2 separate regions of the Mus musculus genome follow, and region 2 is linked to region 1. A link is a contact called in public HiCAR-type data. All regions are on one chromosome and are shown on one strand. Each heading gives the region's core, a stretch centred on a gene start, on an enhancer-like site or on the middle of the called end of the contact. The rest is flanking DNA. Distances are from core to core; before and after follow the strand shown.

Region 1 (5,056 bases), core at 654-3,153:
ATTTTTTAAAAATCAGATTTCTCTCCAAAAATTTGAAAACCATTTTCATTTTAAGAAGTACCCACAACTGCATGCACTTGCAGCTGTCTTAACTCTACCATGTTCTACATACAGGATGGCAGCTTCACTTAGTAACATTAACACAGAACAGTATTTTCAAAACAGAACTACAAGTTCTCAATGGCCCACTTTGTTGAGAGAGAGAGAGAACATTTTGTGTATTAACTGTATCCTATTATTCACTGTATAAAATCTTACCACTATGTTGTGTTTTTTAAACATGTGCTTGTGGTAAGGATAGTATAAAAATAAATGCATTTGGCCTTACTTCCCTACAGATAAGAATTTATATTCCTCATCATCATCTTTGGTATCTTACATGTAAGAAGGTCAAATATCATCCTCCCAATGACCACTACATACAGTACAGTACAGCCACCTCCTGCCTTATTCTGTGATGAACAAAGAAAGGAACCTGCCTGTAGGACTGGTCCACAGGCAATTCCAACCTGAGGGTATCCTGAGTGCTTTCTCAACAAGGCCAACAACACAACTTTTAACTAACGTTAGGAAGAGACTGCATCCCCAAAGGCAAGTGACACAAACTGCAAACCTTAGACAACCTTGAAGTGGCCCTAGACCTTGAAGTCTGGTTCTCTTATGCCCTCCAGGACTCTCACCTCTGAGAACTTCACCATGCCCTAGTGAAAGCATGAAATAGAACAAAGACAATACGCCATCCACTCTCAAAGAGCAGCCCACCACCTCACGGCCCACCACCTCCTAGGGGTTTAATAAATACTAAGACTGATGAGCTGTGCAGATGAGCGAAACCTGACTGCAGTGAATTTAAGTAATAAGAGTAGATTTTCACACTAAAGTAAAACATAGTTGAATATTTTCTTTTCTTTTCCATCGTGAAACTGGTTCTTTCCCATAGGACGTAGAGGATGTGATGCTTAAAGGCAGCTGTTTTGAAATTTTTTGCTTCAGACCATCTTGCACTAGGGAAGACACAGTGGGTTAAAGCAAACAAACGAACACCACCGAGTTCCCAGAGCAGCATGGTGCCCCGGTCATCTAGGATAGAAATGTAACAGTTAGCTTTATTTTCTACTACTTTAACTCAACCAAGATTACTCAGGCTGGAGCCATGCTAAGGCACCATGTTATCAATGGAAACACGCAAACATCTGTGGCTAAGGCGTGTCTACCTTATTCATCTTTTACTCATCCTGATCCATTATCTATTTTCAGTTAAAAATCATTAAAATCCAGCATGCAAGAATCTAAACACAGAACAAAAAGAACCTATTTTTCCCATGGGGGCAGTGAGCAGATGTCAATAGCTGCAGCTGTGACTATATAATTACCTGTTTGCATTAACACGGACCACAGTTTAGATTTAATAGGTCAGATGACAATACAGCAAAATGCATGGAGCCTATGATTACCCCTTTCCAAACATTCTCTCACTCACAACTTCGACCCTGGGAACATAGCAGCCACAGACTTAGGTCAATAAGAAACACTGGCCAGCACAATAGGCCTTGCCTCAAACAGTGCTGTTGACAGACAGCAGCACAAAGGAAATGAATAGAGCCCCCTCAGTTCTCACACAGAGCGCAGAGTGACTCAGTGCACTGCTGCTTTGCTGCTCTGTTTGAACAGTGTATACAGCTTTTGTCCTCAGCCACTGTTCACAGCTCAATGGGGGCTAAAGAGCCTAGGAAGTGAAGGCGGAAGAATGCTGCACACTTGTCCCCTTGGCCAGCAGTTGTACCCATATGTACATGACAGGTCAAGAGAGAGCTGGGAAGTCAGTAGGTAAGACTTCTTACCCCAGTGAAGTCAGTTTTGCATTAAAATAGAGCTAGGGCCAAACAGTCCAGTCACTGAGTTTGGTGCTGACAGGGTACTGAGTCAAGCACTGTTGTTGCTCTTTTATACTTCTTTCGTTTCTGTCATACTTCTCTTATGAATCACTTACAACCCCCCCATCTCCTCTCATCCCCCTCCCCCATCGCCTCTCATCCCCCCCATCTCCTCTCATCCCCCTCCCCCATCTCCTCTCATCCCCCTCCCCCATCTCCTCTCATCCCCCTCCCCAAGCTTCTGTTAAGTACAAAGAGAAGTCTGGACTGGCTCAAAGAAGAGAAGCGAAGTAGGCCGTGTGCCAGTAGAGAATGCAGGAACAGGGCTGAAGGCCATTGAGAGGGCAAGGTTCTGGTAGTGCTCTGAGGCCGCCCCAGACTGGCAGAAGCCTTTCTGGTCTGTTTTTTACATGTATGTTAACATGCCCCAAGCACATGCACGCCTCTCTTCCTGCATCTTTCTTAGGTTAATCGGGTATAAAACTAAAGCACCTAAGTCAGAAGTCAAACAGCGTCACTACAGACCAACGGCTTCCATTGACTTAAACGGCTTGCTTGACAAAGGCCAAGAAACTCCAGCTAGATCAAAGCACCAACTCACGTCCTAAGTAAATGTCCCTTCCCTAACCAAAGATGTCTTGGGAGGTTTATCTGAACTTAAGCATGCATGCTGTAGGGTTCAACTACACTCTAATCTGGTTCTACCAATTGTCACTTCTGTTATTTCTTCATTTAAAAATTAAGGTCTTAATTTTCCTCATCTGCAATAGACATGTCCAACTATTCAACTATTTCTTTTCTTCCCCTCCTCCCCCCCCCCCCCCCCGGTGATTTTGAGACAGGGTTTTTCTGTGTAGCCCTGGTTGTCCTGGAACTCACTCTGTAGACCAGGCTGGCCTCGAACTCAGAAATTCGCCTGCCTCTGCCTCCTGAGTGCTGGGATTAAAGGCGTGTGCCACCACACCTGGCGTACCAACTATTTCTTAATTTTAAAATGTCACTTATTGAAAGGCTACAGTATTATAATTCAAAATATGCATATACTGTATACTGATAACATCAGGATAATGACTGTCTCCTTTCCAGGCATCATCATCTCTGTGTTAGGAGCCTATAAACATCTCCTGGAGTAATCTGAAGTACATGAAGAGCTGCTGTATACTAGAGGTATGCTAGTGTGCTGTAAAACATTAGTGCAATCTCCTTCATGTGCTTTGCCCACCTTCACGCTCTCTAGCCGCCCCTCCCCCGCCATGGGAGCCTAGCCTCCCCAGCTGCTAGCTACACTCTTACTCTGTGTCAATAAATAATCATTGAGATAATAATAATACCTGCTGCCTTGGCTCCTGTGAGGACAAAAGAGGTTATTATGTGTGACGGACCTAACAGCCTGGCACCAGGCAAGCATTCCTGAAATGTTGTCTGCAAGTTTAACCCCAATTGCTACTAGGACCACTTTCAAATTCTACAGCTAGTGTTAACAATCACATCCTCTTGCACCTCCTCAGCCAAGGGACTAATGCATTCATGACCCAACAGGAAATGTATTTCCAGATGACTGAGATTGCTACATCTTGTGTCCATGAAGATATTCATTTACTAAGAGACTGTTTTCTGCTAGTAAACTGATTCCAGTTTTATGGTCCCTGCATCTGTGACATAGATACTACACACAAACATATTAATAGTGAAATGTATGCATATATGGGAGGGGTGCATGCTCACATGTGTGTGTGCCTGTGTATGCATTTGTAGAAGCCAGAAGAAGATCATGGATGTCCTGCTCTGTCATTCTCTATCTTGTTTCCATGAAACAGTGAGAAGCTGGAGCTAGGCTCAGCCAGCAAGCCCTAACAACCCTACCGCTCACTGTCTCCCTGGGCAGCCATAGGGTTGGAGGTGCACAGCCATGAGCAGGTTCTTATGCTGAACAGCAAGTGTTCTTACCTACCAAGCCATCTCGCTACCCACTAACATAAAACTTTATATACATGATTTAACATTTCCACCCGATCTAAATCAATGTCCAGCCTAACAGTTACAGCGGCAAGATGGCTCGGTGGATGAGTTTGATCCCTGGAACCCACCGGGTGGAAGAGGAGAAAGGAATCCTGAAAATTGTTCTCAGATCTCCAAACATGCATGTCCACATGCAGAAACACGCTGAAAAGACAAAAGATGAATGTTTGGCTCACCCATTTCATTGATACTCCTAGGAAGGCAACTGGGACTCGTCACACATATGCTTAACAAGGCAAAGGAGGCACTGCTGTAGAAGGTCTGGCACAGCAGCAAACCAGAAAACCCTAGCAGCCCATAAATAATTCTACGCTGTGAGTTACAGATGTAGAAGATATTTTTTTTTGTGAAGAATAGGCAATTGCTAACCATATCTAGTCTTTAAGAGTCAAAATGTAAATCTTCATCATTACAGCCACAATCAGTTTATGCTTATGAATTTTATCTCATGTGCTAATTATATTTGCAATAACCCAGAGAATGCAAAGAAGTTATTAATGAAAAATAACTGCCTTAAGGATAGATGTTTTAAGCACAGTGATTTTAAAAGAAAAGACACCCACTGTTTCCATGACTTTCCAAATTCTCCTTACACTTCTTAGAACCCGACACCGAGCAGTAACACTGTCAGAGTTCACTTCATAGAGATTGGACTCAACGTATCTTCAAAGTCTGAACTTGTAAACATGCACACATATTTATGACTGCCCTGATTATGAGTAAATTCTAAAGCAGACTTGCATGTCCAGCAGCATGATGGACAAAGTAATGGATCAAAGCTTCTGCTACAAGAATCAACAGAGAGGTGAAAATACCAAAGATATTGTCTAGTATCATTGAAACAGCAGTTTAGAATTGATTATTTAAGTCAGGAAAAGAAAGGAGAGCTAAACTCAAAGAATAAACAGAACGCTGAGCAAAACATAGGATTCTTTTAACTAAAAAAGGGTAGGCCAGGCAGGCCTCAAAGTTGTTGTGTCACCCAGGGTAGCCATAAACTTGCCCATCCCCCTGCCTCTGAACCTACATACCAGGATTTCAGGTGTGCACCATCATAGCTGGATTCTTTTAACATTATAGATACAAAAGATTTAATCACTTTAAAAATGAGAAAGACAGGACATATAAAACTCTGATATACAACGACACAGTTTTAAAGTACA
Region 2 (5,056 bases), core at 892-3,391, 630 kb after region 1:
TTTTTAACAACAGATTGATTGAGAGCTATGTAAAATTTATACAGACAAACATGAATGACTTTAGAAGTCAGTGGCTTGTAGCATACTAACGGTGTTCTGCAACTGTCACCTCTTCTAAGACATTGCCATCATCCCAGAAAGAGCGTCCATCCTCCAGCCTCTGCTGATACCATCCACTCACGGTCTCTACAGATTTGCCTAGCCTGGTCGCTTCACATGAATGCAGTTTTACCATGAGATAATCTGTGATCAGCTTCTGACGTGTAACACAGTGTTTCTGGTGTTCACTGTGCTGAAGCAAGTACCTCACTTGTATTATGGACATACAGAGCTGCACCATATGCAAGCCACATTTTATTTGCCCACTTATGAGTTGGTGGGGAGCATCTGAGCTATGTCTACTTGTACTTTATGAACATGTAGAAATTTGTGTGGGGGCAAATGTAAGTCGAACTGCTGGGACACACAGTAATTCTGAGTTCAACTACTGCCCACAGCAGCTGTACCTCTTACCAACTGCCCAGTCCCGCACCCCGTCTTTCCAACGTTTGTTAGGGTCCATCTTTTGAGTCACACCATCATTCCTCCATCAGTCACAGCTCTGACCTGATGACTAACGATGCTGAGCGTCTTCACAGCAGTCCCATTTCTGATTGCTTATCTTTAACAGAAAAGTTACTCAAGTCCTTTGCTCATTCCTTAAAATTACATTGTTTTTTAATTAATAAGTCGTAAATATTCTGGATGTTATACATACTCTTTGTGTCTTTATTTTCTTTATTTTCTTGGTAGTGTCCTTTTCTGCATTGAATTTTAAGCTTTAATAAAGTAAAGTTTCAGTTGTCTTCCCATTGTTGCTTAAGCTTCTAAGACCATATTTAAGAGACCACAAGTAAATCCAAGGTCATTAAATTTACTCCCCTTTTGCTCTAAGAGCTGGATAGTTTTATCCTTTACATTTCGGCATTTGATATATTTTGAGTTACATCCATGTACAGTTCCATACAGGAGACCTTGTTCATTTGTTTATAGCTCTCCAACGGCCTGCACAGCACCTGTTAAGGGACAGTTCCTTGTTGAAATGAACTGTGACAGGGGACCCATTCCTAGTAACAATTTAGACATTTGCTTTCTGAGCTGTTGACTCGTGCTGAGTTTGTTTGGTCCCCCTAGGTCCCTTAAGTGACTCACAGGTGTCACTGTTAAACAGGTTTCCATCCATTCTGCCCTTGTACAGATGGTAATTGCGGCAGAATTTCGTCTGGTCATTTCGGAAGGTGTAAAGTACAGAAGTGTTTATTTAGTACAGCATTCCAAGACTCCATCATCTGTATTCTCGGTTACTACAATCAGTCACAGGATACAAGTCAACTTTGTATCAGACTATGGAAGTAGAAACTGGTGAATTAGGTCACATGCCTGCCATTGTGAGGCAGACATAGAGATGACAGATAATACAGAAGTCAAGCCATGGGCAAGATGATTTCAAACTGCCAGGCATCAGGAGTCCCGTTAAAGTACCATTCCCATAACATGTCTTCATGGATTTATGTCTTCACCATCGCCTTAGATAAGGGCCATGTCTACATATCGCTGTGTAAGATTTACTTCAGTGAGGCCTGTACTCCAGGCGCCCTCCTTAAATCTGATACTGACAGCAAGGAGGTCACTCCTTTAGTCCTGCTGAGAGGGATGTACTCTGTGATGTCTGTGGGTCTCACCCAATAGCTGTCTGGTTCTGGGGCTTTAGGGAAAGGCATGAAGTAGCAGTCTGCATAAAAATGTTCCCCATAGACTCACATATTTGAATGCTTAGTCATCAGGGTGTGGCATTATTTAGAAGGATTAGGAAGTGTGGCCTTGTTGGAGGAAGAGTGTCATTAGGGAAGTGGCTTTAGGTTTCAGAAGCCCAAGCCAGGCATGGTGACTCTCTCTTTCTCTCTTGCAGTCTGTGGATCATGATGTAGAACTCTCAGCTACCATCTGCCATGATGAAAATGGACGAACATTGTGAAACTGTAAGCCAGGCCCAATGAAATGCTTTTCTTTATAAGAGTTGCTGTGGTCACGTCTCTACACGGCAACAAAACACAGGCTAAGACACATGACAAACTCCAACTGACCATTTGTTACACTAATGAGGCCTGCTGCCAGTCAAAGGCAGCACAAATAGGGCTCAATGAGTCATTCTTTTAAAAGAATACCAGTAGCAGGGTGAGCCTGGAGGAGTTATGGATAAATATGAACATAACACAATGTGCAAAATTCTCTAAGACTCAGATAAGAACACAGGTTAAAAAGAGGACCGCCTAACGTTGCTGTGACTTTCCCCCATGTAACTAATGCTAGCTGCTGGAGTGTGGGACACTGTCAGAGCATGGGACCACATCTCAGAGTGTGGGACCACAGTGTTCAAGAGCAGCCAGTTATATCCAGCTTGTTCCCTCTTTAAGAATCAATGTCTGCAGAATGTTCGATCAGCCAGATGAGGTAAATGTTTGATTATTTGAATGTTCCAGAAGAAAATTCTTTCCTTGAACCTGTATCACCCAAGAAGAAAACACATTTATGTGGACGAGAACAGTCCTGTCTCTAGAGCCCAAACCAGTGGCTGACATGGGGATCCAATAAGAGTTTGGGTAATGAACAGGCAAATGGATGCAAATTCCACACTCTCTACAACCTTATTTCTCTTATAGGATGTGTGTGTGTGTGTGTGTGTGTGTGTGTGTGTGAGAGAGAGAGAGAGAGAGAGAGAGAGAGAGAGAGAGAGAAGGGGGGAGATAGATAGGCAGACAGACAGACAGAGGCAGAGAGACAGAGTGTGAGTTATCCAGAAGGCATGATATCCTGAGGTACCAAGCTGAGGTTTTTGTGGTTGTTGTTTGATCTTGCTGTAATTCTTTCATTCTCAATAAGTCACTGACTAAGGCTCTCAGGTAACATTAATAAGTGCTATGACTTTGGGGTACCTCTGCACAAACCTGATTCACAGCTGCCCTAAGGAGCCCCTCTAGCCAGCTCACTGCGTGTCCACTGAGCTTTTCCTAACTTCACATATTCACATGTGGAGTAGTCTTCAAAAAACCCATTCCTCCAAAACTTTAAGTTTTCCTTGTGATCATTACATTCCACCTGATTGACAGATTCTCTTGTGAGTGCACTGGCAGCACACTGGCCCACTTTAGGTTATGGCGGGACGTGGCGGAGAAGGGGGAGCGTGCCTGGACTCTGGGATTTCAGTATAAATATTTTGCTCAACAACAACAAAAATCTATTATAATTGCCTTTCTATTCTGCTAGTTGCCTCCCACAGAAGTCAGGCTTAATATTCATCAGCTGAACGGATTCCACAGAAACAATAGTGATTTCTAAAATGAAAAGAATAATGGATGAACACTGGTTTTATTTCATGGCTGTAAAAATCAAAACTCTGACTCACCAAATTAAATTACTCATTAAGATCTAAGTGAAACAACTGTACTCTGCATTCAGGTACTGAGGCTGCCAGACAGAGATGAGGTGATGTTGCAAAGAGATCATTCGATCCCTGTGCCACCCCACTGGGCAGAAGCAGCAGATATAGCTAGGATCACTCGTTTTTAAGAGAGAAGCCATGCGTATGGAGCTCAATACAGATTGTCTGTTCTCTCCTTTGACCATGTGGGTTCTGGGACTCAAACTCAGGTCATCAGGCTGAGCAACAAGTACCTTACTACTGAATCAGCTCACACACTCTGGGATCACTAGTAATGTCTTAAGCCTACACAAGATGAGTATTAACACTCTTCTCTCCCTTGTTCCCAGCTAGAGGACCTGGGGTGGATGTTTTCACAGTTCCCGAAAGTCACCATCTTATTCTTTTTCTCACTCAAGACTGACTTGTGATGGGAGCTGTACTGCCTAGTTTTGTGTCAACTTGACACAGCTGGAGTTATCACAGAGAAAGGAGCTTCAGTTGGGGAAATGCCTCCATGAGATACAGCTGTAAGGCATTTTCTCAATTAGTGATCAAGGCGGAAAGGCCCCTTGTGGGTGGGACCATCCCTGGGCTGGTAGTCTTGGATTCTATAAGAGAGCAGGCTGAGCAAGCCAGGGGAAGCAAGCCAGTAAAGAACATCCCTCCATGGCCTCTGCATCAGCTCCTGCTTTCTGACCTGCTTGAGTTCCAGTCCTGACTTCCTTCCTTGGTGATGAACAGCAGTATGGAAGTGTAAGCTGAATAAACCCTTTCCTCCCCAACTTGCTTCTTGGTCATGATGTTTGTGCAGGAATAGAAACCCTGACTAAGACAGGAGCCTTCGAATGAGATGTTCTGAGGCAGCATTCTCAGCAATGACTGCACACACGGGTTAACTTGCTGTTAGAATCTGAGTGCGTGCTTTGAACCTCCCCGGACTGTACTTTGCCATTTCTGCTTTAATGACATGGAGTAACAGAGGGGAGTGAGGCCCACAGAAGTGTGGGACCAGGTGCTCCCAGATCTACCATCCAGTGTCTGGCCTGTAAGATTGTTGAGTCTTTATCACTAGTCAAAGCTATCATCTGTATGGCAAGACACCTACCAGGTGAGACCCGTTAAGTATGAGTCTTTGGGACTGAGCTGGGTCATTGAGGTTTTAAAAGCTCCCCAGAGTTTCTGACTGGAACTACTCTAAGTGACCCTGACCAGACTGGGAAGGGGCTCTCTGTGAGGTCCACTTCCATGCTTCACTATTGCTGCTGTGGTGAGGAGTATTAGGCCATGTCATGCCACCTGGTGTAAGTCTAAGTACAGAAAGAAGGGCTTTAAGGTCCTGGTGCTCTCCTGAGCAGAGATCGCTCTCCCTCTCGCTCTCGCTCTTCCTCTCGCTCTCCCTCTCTCTCTCTCAAGTGCCTGTGCTCAAATGCACCTTTTTCTCATTATGAGGGTTCAAGGCAGCAGGAACCATGCAAAGAAATGGATGCCTAGGAAAGGAACCTTAGTCACTCAAAAAGACATCTTCCTTGAGCTGCACATAGTGCAGGCAACATCCAGGAAGACCCCCTTCTTTCCTAAAACTTACAGCAGAGTGCC

The links. HiCAR-type assays count read pairs that join an accessible place to other places.
Region 2: a contact with region 1 is called in a HiCAR-type map of astrocytes, with 2.4 times the contacts expected there. The contact joins two enhancer-like sites. A contact is called at or near these places in 1 of 115 datasets of contacts at active chromatin or transcription factors (astrocytes) and 1 of 9 other capture datasets (embryonic trunk).

What each region holds. Positions count from the first base shown.
Region 1 is chr3:8,864,773-8,869,828 of GRCm38.p6, forward strand. All of the region lies in intron 2 of Mrps28 (mitochondrial ribosomal protein S28), which reads right to left. Among named protein-coding and RNA genes, the nearest start is that of Gm52600, 33 kb to the right of the region's middle. Within about 2 kb of position 1,904, at least 132 of the 459 cell types and tissues checked have an H3K27ac peak or open chromatin away from gene starts, as enhancers often do. A contact at or near this core is called in astrocytes, where this site is marked.
Region 2 is chr3:9,490,165-9,495,220 of GRCm38.p6, forward strand. All of the region lies in intron 2 of Zfp704 (zinc finger protein 704), which reads right to left. Among named protein-coding and RNA genes, the nearest start is that of C030034L19Rik, 90 kb to the left of the region's middle. Within about 2 kb of position 2,142, at least 24 of the 459 cell types and tissues checked have an H3K27ac peak or open chromatin away from gene starts, as enhancers often do. A contact at or near this core is called in astrocytes, where this site is marked.